2 separate regions of the Xenopus laevis genome follow, and region 1 is linked to region 2. Evidence: chromatin contacts called from public Hi-C data. All regions are on one chromosome and are shown on one strand. The core of a region is the stretch at or near the end of the contact, and the rest is flanking DNA. Distances in the headings are between cores, read along the strand shown. Region 1 holds the start of LOC108701172 (UDP-GlcNAc:betaGal beta-1,3-N-acetylglucosaminyltransferase-like protein 1). Region 2 overlaps LOC108701172 (UDP-GlcNAc:betaGal beta-1,3-N-acetylglucosaminyltransferase-like protein 1).

The links. Hi-C and Micro-C count contacts between places; a contact is called where the count stands out from the background.
Region 1: a Hi-C map of the XL177 cell line shows a contact between it and region 2, with 3 times the contacts expected there. The contact joins the promoter of LOC108701172 here to the enhancer-like site in region 2. A contact is called at or near these places in 2 of 4 Hi-C or Micro-C datasets (the XL177 cell line and the XTC cell line).

Annotation. Positions count from the first base shown.
Region 1 is chr9_10L:51,282,430-51,288,873 of Xenopus_laevis_v10.1, reverse strand. LOC108701172 (UDP-GlcNAc:betaGal beta-1,3-N-acetylglucosaminyltransferase-like protein 1) reads left to right here and starts at 1,346. Exons shown (of 14, transcript XM_041577036.1): 1 at 1,346-1,754; 2 at 4,476-4,547. The coding sequence starts at 4,485.
Region 2 is chr9_10L:51,176,649-51,183,214 of Xenopus_laevis_v10.1, reverse strand. It overlaps LOC108701172 (UDP-GlcNAc:betaGal beta-1,3-N-acetylglucosaminyltransferase-like protein 1), which reads left to right. Exons shown (of 14, transcript XM_041577036.1): 8 at 129-224; 9 at 2,038-2,162; 10 at 6,269-6,404. Among protein-coding and RNA genes, the nearest start is that of LOC121398196, 71 kb to the left of the region's middle. Within about 2 kb of position 3,929, at least 1 of the 7 cell types and tissues checked has an H3K27ac peak or open chromatin away from gene starts, as enhancers often do.

The DNA.
Region 1 (6,444 bases), core at 97-2,596, 110 kb before region 2:
AATAAAAAGTAACAATAATAAATGTGTAGCCTTACGGAGCATTTGTTTTTACATTTAAGAGCTGGAAAGCATCAGAAGGCAAATAATTAAAAAAAATGATAAAAAGAAGTTGCTTACAATTGGCAGTTCTATAACATACTAAAAGTTAACTGAAAGGCGAACCACCTTTATACGTATTTGGGGGTGACTCTGAGGTCGTCTACAGGAAAGGGGTGCCTGGCAAAGACCAGCTTTCCCCTGTACTCATGTCATGCAGGAGATGGAAGGGGCCCTGAATAAATTGTTGCTGGGGGCCTACTACAAAAGGGCACAAAAATACATGCACAGCACAGTATTCTTATGTAGGACAATTAATGAGGAACAGGATCAGTGGAGTGAAACGCTACAGGAGGAACCACTCAAAGCTCCAGTTTGTAGGGGGAACTGCACCACAAGTGACTATGTATAGCCAGGGCCGCCATCAGGGGGGCACAGGGGGTACACCTGTACCGGAATGCATTTTAGGACATCATCGGGAGAACACACACTCCTGCATGCACTCTCGTAAAGAAGAAGTATTAAGACTAGTCTCTTATTCTACTCACTTATCCAAAGAACGTGCTGCCCACATTTGCTGTTGCAATCTCCCCCCTCGTGGCTCATTCCTCAGCCCTCCCTCCCCGGTCCTCAGCCCTCCCTCCCCGGTCCTCAGCCCCCCCCTGGTCCTCAGCCCCCCCTGGTCCTCAGCCCCCCCCCTGGTCCTCAGCCCCCCCCTGGTCCTCAGCCCCCCCCTGGTCCTCAGCCCCCCCCCCTGGTCCTCAGCCCCCCCCCCTGGTCCTCAGCCCCCCCCCCTGGTCCTCAGCCCCCCCCCTGGTCCTCAGCCCCCCCCCTGGTCCTCAGCCCTCATTACAAAAGCCCTCCGTCCTCAGCCTTCCATGCTCAGGCCTCAGTCCGTAAGCCAGGCTGATAGCTGAGAAGGGAGGGCTGAGGAGGGAGGGCTTTTGTAATGAGGGCTGAGGACCAAGGAGGGAGGTCTGAGGACCGAGGAGGGAGGACTGAGCCATGAGGGGGGAGATTGCAACAGCAAATGTGGGCAGCATGAAGGTGTGATTGCATGTTTATTCGGATAAATGAGTAGAATAAGAGACGAGTCTGCATATTCCAGCGCATGCAGGAGCGTGTGTTCTCCTGATCAGGTCCGGACTGAGAATTAAAATAGGCCCTGGCATTTCAGGTACACAGAGGCCCAATCAGCCCACACAGAGGCCCAAACAACTCCCACCAGCCCACTAAATAGTGACTTTCTATGGGACCTTATAGCAGCCCCTCTGGCATTTGCCAGAACCCACAGATTGCCAGTCCAGGCCTGCTCCTGATGATGTCCTAAAATGCGTTCCGTACCCGGGGCTAAAGTGGGGCTGTGCTGAAGACCCGAAGGAGCCGCTCAGAAAATTGTATGTGGAGAAGTGCAAAATTAGGGATTATCTGCAAGTTCCACGATCAGCAAACTCAATTTCAAGATGTCACACAAAGCACGACTGGAATTTTCATTAGCAGTATGAAATTGTCAGACGATCCCTAACTCTGCAATCTCGCCCCGCCCCAGTGCTTTTCAGCCAATGACAGCTTCTCCCTTGCTTATGTCACTCAGCCTCTGTCCCGCCCCTGTAAGCACACGGTTCCTGTTTGGGCTCTTTTCTCCATGGCATAGAGAGAGTGGCAGCATCCTGGCGCTTGCAGAGAAGCAGAACTTGAGAGAGACAAAGTAGTGCTGTGTATGTTGTGCTTAATATTCGCCTAGCTATGACTCTTTGCAGTGTGATATAATGTGTAGCTACCACAGAGCCTATGTACAGAGTTTGCTGGTATCAGTAGAAACCCGGATCCTGTTATATACACAGTGTTTGCAATGCCCACTTATACAATGATTCTTTTTAACTTGTAGGGGGCCCCTGGCACCAATAGTTTTTTTTAACTTATAGGGGGGGCTTGACCACCAATGATTATTTTTTTAACTTGTAGGGGGGCCCTGACCACGAATGTTTTTTTTTTTAAAAAACTTATGGGGCCCCTGGCGCCAACAGTTTTTTTTTTAACTTATAGGGGGCCCTGACCACTAATGTTTTTTTAAAAACTTTTATGTGGGATCCCTGCCGCCAATTTTTTTGTTTTTTAAATTATAAGGATGCCCCGACCACCAATGGCTTTTTATAACTTGTGATGAGGGGGTTTACCTTTTTTAGCGGTTGTGTCTTTGTGGACTTTTCATTGCGGTGTGGGCGGGGACCAGGGGGCCCATAAAATCTTGCTGATTTGTGATGGCGGCCCTGTGTATAGCAGTTGTGCTATTACTCCTATACGCTTCCCAGAGCTCCAACTATTGCACGCAGGCTGCTGGGAGTTGTAGGTGGCGAGGGGGAAAGTTGGTAGTAGACACCAGTGATTTCCCCTTCAGGAATCAGCCTGAGTGCAGCATTGACCACTTTGAGCCCACCTCCCTCTCACTGATTTTTGGAGGCTCGATTATGTCACGCACTATAGAACACGGGCAGCACCAGGAGTCAGCCAGAAGGCGTGCCAGATGTTTCGGCCAAACAGAGGCCACTTTTTCCTGGATACATTGTAGTAATATTACGGAACCCACGTGGTCTGTGCTGGTGGCGCAGGTGTGTAGGGGTTCTGGGGCATGTATTGAGTTGGTGGGCATTGTTATTGCCTTGTGTTGCCTCGTTGTCGGTGGGTCGAGTGGGCAGTGAGTGTAGTTGTCTGGGGGAATTCGTTCTGTTCTGCTGCAGGGAATGTCAAGTTCTGTGGAGGGACTATAAACCTTGTGTGCAAAAGGACGGGCACTTCTCTACTGTGTGTAACAGTCAGGGTTCCAATCGCTGGTTTGTGCCAGAGGAAGGGGGTGGGGCAAAGGTGCACCTATAAGCACAGATAGGCACTTGGTTGTGCAAGTTGCTCGTATCTGTATTCAGTTCATGTGAAGTCATTGTAGAAAATGCCATCCCCATTCCTGTTATTTCCAACAAGTCACAGCCAATGAATGTTGGAAAGTCGCCTTATTGTGTCCCTTCAGACCTGTCACACGTACATTTACAAGCCAAAGTTAGTCAGGAGGGGCTGGGTTGGCTTCCAGTGTCAGCCTAAGTATGACCAACTTTTGGTGATGACCCGCACATTCAAACTATATGCAAACTTCATCAAATAAACCAGTTTCCTCAAGATCTTTAAATGAATATAACATATGTTTAATGTCCTGCCCAGTGGCATAAGTAGATATTATTGCCCCCTACAGCAAATTAATTTTAGGGGCCCCTAAGTATCCAGAGGTTGTCTTGTTTTACCAATATATATGTAAATGGCTCATTAATTAGCGCCTTATTGAATCCCTTTGGGCCCCCTGCAGCCACAGGGTCTGCTTCCTCTGTAGTTACACCCCTTTTTACCAACATTTTTACCAATATTTTTACCAACATATCTTGAGATTGTGCTTTATTTGGGCCTCATGGGGTACCTATACCTCCTGGCCCCCCCTGCAGCCGCAGGGTCTACTTCCTCTGTAGTTGTGCCCCTGGTCCTGGCCCCTGAGTCCCATGTAGAGTTAGGGGATAGACAGTAGCATTTTAGATCTGAACTACATAGGGTTGGATTTCAGCCTTCGCCGTCCCGAGGCCGCACCTCATCGCCCACCGCCAATGCGCCGCCAGGTCCTAGCGGCCACAAATGTCACCAGCAACTCTCTGAACTTTGCACATTAGATACTAATGTATCATTTTATTGGCAATATTGCACGGAACACTTATGAGCAGGATTGGAGATTAATCCAAAAGCAACCACTAAAAGACATTGCCATTTTTTTTAAAAAAAAATGTTTTTAAATGTTTTTAGATTTTTACCTTTTATCTTATCTAATTATCCAGGATTGGATGTTGAAAATCACATGGGTGTGAGGGGTGTGTTTAAAAGGTCCACTGTGTACCTGTATGTTTACACTTGAGAAAGGGCAACACTTACCCGAAACATGTCGTGTAAAGCAGCATGAATAATAAATAATCACAAGCAGTTAATCTGCATTTGAGTGCTCTCCTCTCTTTCAGTTAAAAGTGGATATCCTGGGATGATTGGTACATCTATGTGAGAGGATTGATGCATGCAAATGGGAAAGGTTTACTAGGCAGAGCGCGGATCTACACAGCTTCTATTTGAACTCTTGCCGTCCTAGGCCTGGGCCTTTGGGGCCTTGCCACAAATCCAGGCCTGGAACTACAGATATTGTCATCCTATATAACCAGTTAGATCTTTGCTGTATTTTAATACTCGCTGCTATTGGTAACTGTCAATGTTAGCAATACACCCCTCTCCCCACTGTGATAAGTTGTAGTGCGTCTGGAGTTCATTCCCAAAGCTGTTAATAAACGTAACGCATATGTAAATGAACCATTCGATTTGTTTTTTATAGCAGCTTCCTGCTGATTGTGTGTTTGTGTTTGCAGCCTGGTCCTATGGAGAATCCAGAGGTACGAGAACCGGGGGAGGGAATGGGAAGGAAGAAGCAGCCTGAAGTGGTAAGTTCGTCGTGTTACCATGGATTCTGAAATGAAATAAAACATATGGTAAAACAAATGGGGTTCGCATACGACCGCCATAGTTGCCAAAGTTTTCCCTGTAGTTTACCCATCAGATCTTTGTATCAGTCCTATTATATTTTGACCCACGAGACTGCATCCGACTTGTCGGAAGTGGTTTGTCAATCTGCCACAATCCAACAAAGTCTCCCATGGAGTTCAGCTCTTATGGTTCCACTGGCCCTTTAATTAGAGAACAGTTTCTCTGGTTAAAGGGGAATTCACACCGAAAATGAAATCTTGCATAATGAAAAGAACTGTAATTCTCATTCACTTCCCCATATTCATTCATTATGTAAAGTTAAGTGTAAATGTCATTGCTACTGAAAGCAGTGTTTGCTTGTCCTATCCTGCACTGCTGGCTCTGACTTTTGAAACAGTGTTACATAAACCAGTCTTTGCTAAAGGAGAGCTGACTTTTGCAACATTGCTAAAACAAAAAGTCAGAACTAGCAGTGCAGAAAGGAATGGACAGGCACTGCTTTTAGTAGCAATAACATTTGCATGTAATTATAAACCCAGTGAGAATGATAAATAAATGAATATTGAGATGTTGTCTAGAATGTCTTGTTAAAGGCAACATTTTGGTTTTGGATTTATAGTACATCCCCTGTTAGGGCTATGACACACTAAAAGATTAAAAATCTCCTCTATTACAGGTGCCTAATCTTCTGCAAATGCTTTCCCACCAGCAATAATGTAAATCGCTGGTGGGGAAACATATGTGTCGATTTGGCTTTTTAAAGTCGTCAAAGTTGCCTCATAAGGAAACTTTGGGCTTCCTAACTTGTGTGTCTAAATGGTGCTCCAGTTAGCAGATGGATAGGGGACAGTGCTGTATTCGTCAGGGAAATGCTTGTCTCTTCATTCCATGTTGGACCAGAGAAGTGCAGCATTTTTTTTTTAAATTCCAGGGTGCAATGCGCAGAAAATGGTGCATTGCCCTGTTTCCTGCACTTTGCACCCTCCACTGCACTTGATGAATGAACTGTTTCGTTTAGCTGCAGCCGTACAAATCGCACCGTACTGCCCAGATTTGGTTACATTTCTGTCAATTGTATATTTTTCCCTTTGTGACCTTCATTTTGTAAATATTGTTTTCTTGGCATCTGGCAGCTGTAACGAGATGTGCGATAAACTTCAGTATTTCTAAGCCTGCACACTGAGTGCATGTTTGGGTCATACGGGATTATCCACAGGTCACAATGGAAGAAACAGCTGTCCCCCCCCCCACACACATTTTGTCTTCTCTCTGCTTTTTCAAAACAAAAATTAAGAAATCAGATTTCATTGTCGCCGGGCAGGAGGGGGGATATGACCATTTCTGGGATCTGCTCAAATTATGTTCCAAATATGCAGCCCGGCTTTAATTTATTGCTGATAAAATCCCCAATGCAAATGTATATTCCCCTCTCGCTAGTAAAACCCCGGGGGGGCAAATGTAATCCAGTTGTTATAATTCATAAACAGAAATACGTCAATATATTGTTTCTTTAGGCATGTTACTAATGGACTCCATAGCCACACTATAGAGAATTGCACTTCGTTGTGTTCTCATAGGTGATTGTGACAAAGGGAAGCAGATCTGGCAGTTAGTGAGAAGCTGCATTAGAGAGCAATGAGTAACTGCCAGTTTGTTCAGTAAACCTCAGTGCCGTCTGTGCCAACTACATTGTGTGTCCCCTACACAACACCAAATATTGTGTTTTATGCTGTAATGTCCATTCCTTTAAGGAGGAGTATAAATAGAGAAGATCCTGCTTAATCTATTTGTAAGTCCACTGAAGGTGGTCATACATGGGCCGATAAAAACTGCCCCTCCAGAGTGAGTTGCCAG
Region 2 (6,566 bases), core at 2,680-5,179:
CCCATTATATCAAGCCTCCCAGCATCCTTCAGCAGCCAGTGCTTAGAGCGTTTATTAAGTGCCATTAGAGGAAGTAAGATGATGTTTAATTTATTCTATATAAATAATTGTGTATCATTTTTCTGCAGGTCTATACCTCCCATGGACCTACTGTTATCATGCCCACTTGGTTCTGCTCCAGGGAGTGGTTCTGCCACGTTGGCCAGTTTGTGGAGGATGGCAAGGTAAGGGTGGATACACTGGATAGGTTGCTAATGCTCCTCTGGTGTAGCAACAACTCTATGCCAGATTTAGTTTTGGGACAAATAATCCCATAGGGTCACCCATTGAGGTGCAGTTGGCACATACAGAGCTTTTCCCGTTGACAAAACAAGTGTTCCACCTTCTGGAGGACATGGAGAATTGCAGCCCTAGCGTAATATAACATGGCCGCAGCATTTCCCGGGGAGACACAAAACAGACTGGCACCCCCAGCTCTCTAATGGCTAATAATGATGACAGCTTGCAGGGAGTTTGATAACATGGTCCTATGGCTGATGGAACAAATTGAAAATCCACAAACGCTATACAGTATGCTGCTATTATTGCGCGCGTGCTATGGCTTCTATGTTGGGATTAGTGGTCTGTTAGTGGGGGCACCTCTCCTGAATCCTGGCATGTGCCACTCTCCTGTAGGCATTTAGTGGAACATGAGGAGGCGTAGGACTGACCCGCAGTCAGGCGATGTGCTTGCACATATCTATATAAGGAGACGCTAGGAGCCGGCCGCTCTCTGCACTGCTGCTTATCACTCCCCAAGAGGATTGTTTCACACACTGTCCCCACTGCTGAGCGTTCCTCTCGCCCCATAGTGATGAGAAGAGCCTGTCGCTGTGCCAATATCAACCACGTCCGGCCCAGCTGGCGGCATCCCAGCACCCCGGGGTCACCCTGCTGTATGAGTGTCCGTGTATAACGGCTCAGCTCTCAGGCCCTGTGCATGGTGGGGTCATTGGCCAGATGGCTGGTTAGCACCTTCATCTCTGCAGCAGCCAAAACAACTGTGTGTGTGTGTGTGTGTCGGGAATTGCCAAAATCACCCTGAGGATTTCACTTCCCATACTGCCACACAACTGCTTCACTTCTAACTCCCCCCTCACCCCATGAGCTGACACTCCTGTGACATGCAGTTGCAGTAGGAGCGGGTACATTACAGACTTGTGTTGCACTAACCTGCCCGTCTGGCCTGTGCCAATGGTGAAAAGTTGGATTTGTTACCGTATCAGTATGAATGAAGGTGGCACAGCAATGGGTATCACAAGCTGACATTTAAGGCTACTTTCAATACTGACTCAAGCCAAAAGCACTTCAGTTGGTCACTGTCTTCCCCCTGTAAAGGGAATCTTCACCTTTGCATTTACTTTTAGTATGATGTAGAGAGTGATATTCTGACAATTTCAAAATGGTTTTCATTTTTTTATTCTTTGTGGTTAGCTTTAGCTTTTTATTGAGCAGCTCTCCAGTTTGCATTTTCAGTCATCTGGTTGCTAGGGTCCAAATTACCCGAGCAACCATGCATTCATTTGAATAAAACACTGGAATATGAATAGGAGAGGAACTGATTAGAAAGATGACTAATAACAATGAGCGATGACAATATATGTGTACCCTTACAGAGCATTTGGTTTTTAGATGGGGTCAGTGACCCCCCATTTGAAAGCTGGAAAGACTCATAAGAAGAAGGCAAATAATTACAAAACTATACAAAATAAATAATGAAGACCAATTGAAAAGTTGCTTACAATTGACCATTATATAGCATAGTAAAAGTTAACTTAAAGGTGAACCACACACAAGGAGACATAATTCAAATTTGTTACTGGGTGGATAAAGACATTCAGACGAAGGCAAATGGCTGCTAAACTGCCACGTTCCCACGTATACCAATAGGAAAACAGTGCAATGACTCCCAGTTTGTGCCCCCCCAGGGAATTCTGTCCCTGAAATACAGAAAATGTAAAGTTTGGTGATACTTTTTAATGTCTCTCTTTTTTTTAGGGATCCCCAGAGGACCTGTTGTTTTTCTATGAGCACCTTCGGAAAGGAGGCGGGGCTTATAGAGTGGACAAGGGCCTCCTGTTGTACCGCTATCATGAGCAAGCCGCTACCCACTCCGTATCCGAGTAAGTTCCTTTGCCCTGTTGAGTGAAACAGTAGCACATGGCATTTTACGTTTAGGAAACATATTCTCCCCAAAGGCACCAATGACATTTAATGTAGAAACGTTTGGGAAAAGGGAGAAAGTACATGAGTCGTTGAACTGTATATTGAGTTAGGTTATTGTGCAATACGCCCCCTGGTGACAATCTGCAGCATAGCAGAGCCCACCCTAAAACTGCAACATCTACAGTTTCCTTTATTTGTGTTTATTGATAAAAATATATAACGTTAACATGCAGGTCAGCAAGGCTCCCTGTGCAGCAAAACCTACAGCAATAAGTTCTGCTCCAGATGACACAGATCCTATCTGATCCCCATTGTAAGCAGCAGTCCTGCCCTGCTTTATGGCTGACATTCTAGCTATCTTTATAACAGAGCATATAAGAGCACACTGATAGAGATCTTGTGTGAAATATCATTGTTTATGAGCTGATATTACCATGGTGGCAGGGAAGGGGTTACAGAGGGTAGATAAAGTCATGTGGAGCCTTATGCAAACTCCCAGCATGTGAATTGCCCCCGGCACCGTTCCCTTTAATATAATTCAGAGAGACAAGACACTGCTGATCACTGTCTCCCATACATCACGCTGCTATTGGACACGCCTTATTTCCAGCATTCAGCTGCGGGTTACCTCTTCCCTTTTAACCCCTTTTGGAAGCAAAGGCAGAATCAGAGCAGGTAGCTTTTGTCTTTTACCTACAGTAAGTCCCTGGCTCTCTATGTGGCATGTGACATCTCATCCAGCCGAGCAATATCCTACCCACAAATACACACAGATATTAAAGGGCAAGTGAACCTGTAACTCAATGATCCCCAACCAGTGGCTCATGAGCAACATGTTGCTCTCCAACCCCTTGGATGTTGCTTTCAGTGGCCTCAAGGGCTAGTCCACACGCGTCGCTATCTCCCCGTGTGGACTAGCCCCAAAGCAGGTGCTTATTTTTGAATTCCAGGCTTGGAGGCAAGTTTTGGTTGTATAAAAACCAGTTGCACTGCCAAACAGAGTCTCAATGTAGGTTGACAATCCACATAGGGACTACCAGATGGCCAATCACAGCCCTTATTTGGCACCCCAAGAACATTTTTCATGCTAGTGTTGCTCCCCAACTCCTTTTACTTCTGAATGTTGCTCACGGGTTCTAAAGATTGGGGATCCCTGCTGTAACTGAACTCTTAGCATGTTGTGGATGCAGTGAATTACATGGTAGCTAAGACTGGACTCACCTTTCCATCACGTTCAATCTCATATCCTTTTCATTAAAGGAGAGCAAATTCATTAAATTACCTCTTAGAGGTCTCAGTAGGGAAAGGGTGCGTGTCTGTTGCTTAACTACATCTCTCATATATACTGGGACTGTGTGACGCATTTAACACAAACCTCTGCTTGTTTTATTGGCGCCAAGTGGCATCTCATAGTAAATGAAATCAGGTGTCAAAATCTGAAGCAACCAATATATTCTTGGCATGTGTGGGAGGAACAGTTATACCCTGACCCATGCGCGGGAGCGTTCCATAAATAGGCACTTGCCCCGGAGGAGCTTTTATTAGGGAGACGGTTGTGATCTGATTTTGAGTCAGGTAGTGTGTTTGTATGTAAAAATGCATCTGCTGCAATGTAGGGGGCTGTTCCTGCTGAATTGTGCTTAGTACAGGGCAATACCTATGCTGCCATAGTATTATGGGATCTCTCTGTACAGACTATGAGCAAACTTGGGGGCCTGTTCCTGCTGAATTGTGCTTAGTACAGAGGAATCCCTATGCTGGTTTATACACAGTATTTATAGAAATATTGGCCACAGCTGGACTGGTTTAGCAGTGTCTGTTTGAGGGCATCAAAATACACAGTGTTACGTTAATGCCCAGGCAGTTTCCAGGGAGCGAGAGAATTCCCACACTGTACCTATTGCTGTAAGGCTTTTCTCTTAACTCCCTGCACCCTCGCTTGTTTCAATCTTACAAGTTCCCACTGCACCTGTCCTGGCTCTCACTCAAATCCTCCCACCCCCCCAGATCTAATCACAGTTTCTCTTACCCTGGGGCCACAACTTGCAAAGCAAGTGTTTTTTTGGCTCGGGTAATGGGAATAATAAGGAAATAGTGGGAGTGGCAGCTTCTCGTGGAAGGAAGGGGGGGGGGTGAGTCGTGTAATAGTTTAATTAAACATTCAGACTCCCTCTCCTGTGCCAATGGGAAGCTCTTCTGTCAGTAATCTGAGTGTGGCAATATTTACTAGAGCTTGACACCTCCTCTTTGGGATGGGCATGTGGTGCTTTAACTCTGCATGGGATAAAGATAGAGATGCAGGTCCAGAACAGAAATTAGCAGCAACATAGTAGCTCAGTTTGAGAAAATATCCCTCCATCAAATTCCGTTGGTCACTTGAGCAGGGGTCCCCAACCTTTCTTTTTTTTTTTTTTTACCTGTGAGCCACATTCAAACGTAAAAATTGTTTCAGGAGCAACACAAGCATGAAAAAAGTTCCTGGGGTACCAAATAACTGCTGTGATTGGCCATTTGGAAGGCCCTATGAGGACTGGCAGCCTACAGGAGACTGTTTGGCAGTGCAACTGGTTTTTATACAACCAAAACTTGCCTCCAATTCAGAAATTCAAAAACAAGCTCCTGCTTTGAGGCCACTGGGCGCAACATCCAAGGGGTTGGAGAGCAACATGTTGTTCATGAGCTACTGGTTGGGGATCATGGTCTTAGAGTAACACTGGCACTACCCTTAAATATAATACAATAATGAAGCATTACAGCAGGGAACAGGGACATTAGGGACCATTTATGAAGGCAAAGCAGAAGTTTGGATGCAAATTTGAGCATGTGTTGATGCCAGTTACAAAGTGGCCATATGTTCTAGCAGATTGCCCATTCCTAGTGCACCCGTTCAGCCTCCTCCAATTGTGACTACCGCTATCACAGGGGAACTCTGGCAGCTCTATCAGCCTGGACCTAGTGGTAATTGTCTGGTGTCTGTATGGCTGTAAGATTAACCCCCGGCTCAGTATCACATATTTACTGGTCCTGCCTCTGCAGTTACAGGTTTGCTTGTTGGGGCCACATGAATTCCTCCTTTGTGACCTGAGTGTGTGGCTGGACTGTGCTCCCTGAAAAGTAGAATAAACTGTTTATTAAGTGATTGGGCCCCCCAGGATCAGCTGATGGGAATTAACAGTAACCTGGGTACCAACTGATTGGGTCCATTGTAAAAGCTGAGCCCACCAATCACACTGACTGATTCATTAGAGCTGCACATCTAGCTTGGAGCTGCAGAGGTTAAAAGGCTAAAGTTTGTTTACAAAGAAAAATGAGAAATGCTGAATTAATCCATTGATAATCATCACTGAGAGGAGAGTTCATATAACCCTCAGCAGCAGCCTCGGGGCGAGAAACCTGCGAAACTGCGTGCTCAGCTCTCGTACGGCCCCAGCAACTGAGATCTGTGCGGCTGTTAAGCTCCTGTTTGTATTAACTCATAGAATTGCTGAGTATCACTTGTATTAGAAGGGATAATGTACCCCCTACTGTAAATTATAAGGATATTAGAAGCCAATGAGGGGTTCTGTGACCATATAAAGATAAAGACACAAGGCTGCAGGCTGAGTTATACAGGGAACTCTGAGTATCACTCATGTATTATAAGGGATAATGTACCCCCTACTGTAAATGATAAGGATATTAGAAGTCACTGAGGAGTTCTGTGGCCATATAAAGGCACAAGGCTGCAGGCTGAGTTATACAGGGAACTCTGAGTATCACTCATGTATTATAAGGGATAATGTACCCCCTACTGTAAATTATAAGGATATTAGAAGTCACTGATGGGTTACTATTCTTATAGGTGACACGGTATTTCTATTTAAACATGTTTTAGTGAGTCGTGTGAAAAATGATATGATTAAGGATTATTAATGAGGATCTGTATGGCTGGTTATTCAGTACTGTGTATATTTCAATGAATAATAAGTATTTAACCAGTGATGTTTTCTGGCCCTGGGTCCCAGCTAGCTGCCTGCACGAGGTACAGTTGAACTGCAATGATGTTTGTTGTTTGATTTCGCAGGGAGACAATCTGGGTGCACCGAGTGCGGTTCCTGGAGGAGAAGGTCCTCGCACATTGGCCGTCCTTCACCATCTGGAATGCTGGGAAACAAGGTCGGAAATTGTACCGGAGTCTGACAGAGGCGAATCGACAGAAGGTCTGTTGGACATTGCACACTGTTTATACGTATATGTTCAATTATTTTTTCCATTTTTGATGAAACATTAACACGAAGGTACTATCATGCCTGTGCCATACACTCTACGTATCCAGGTCTATTCCATGTGTTTATTGGCGAAAACTTGGCAGGATGAGAGTC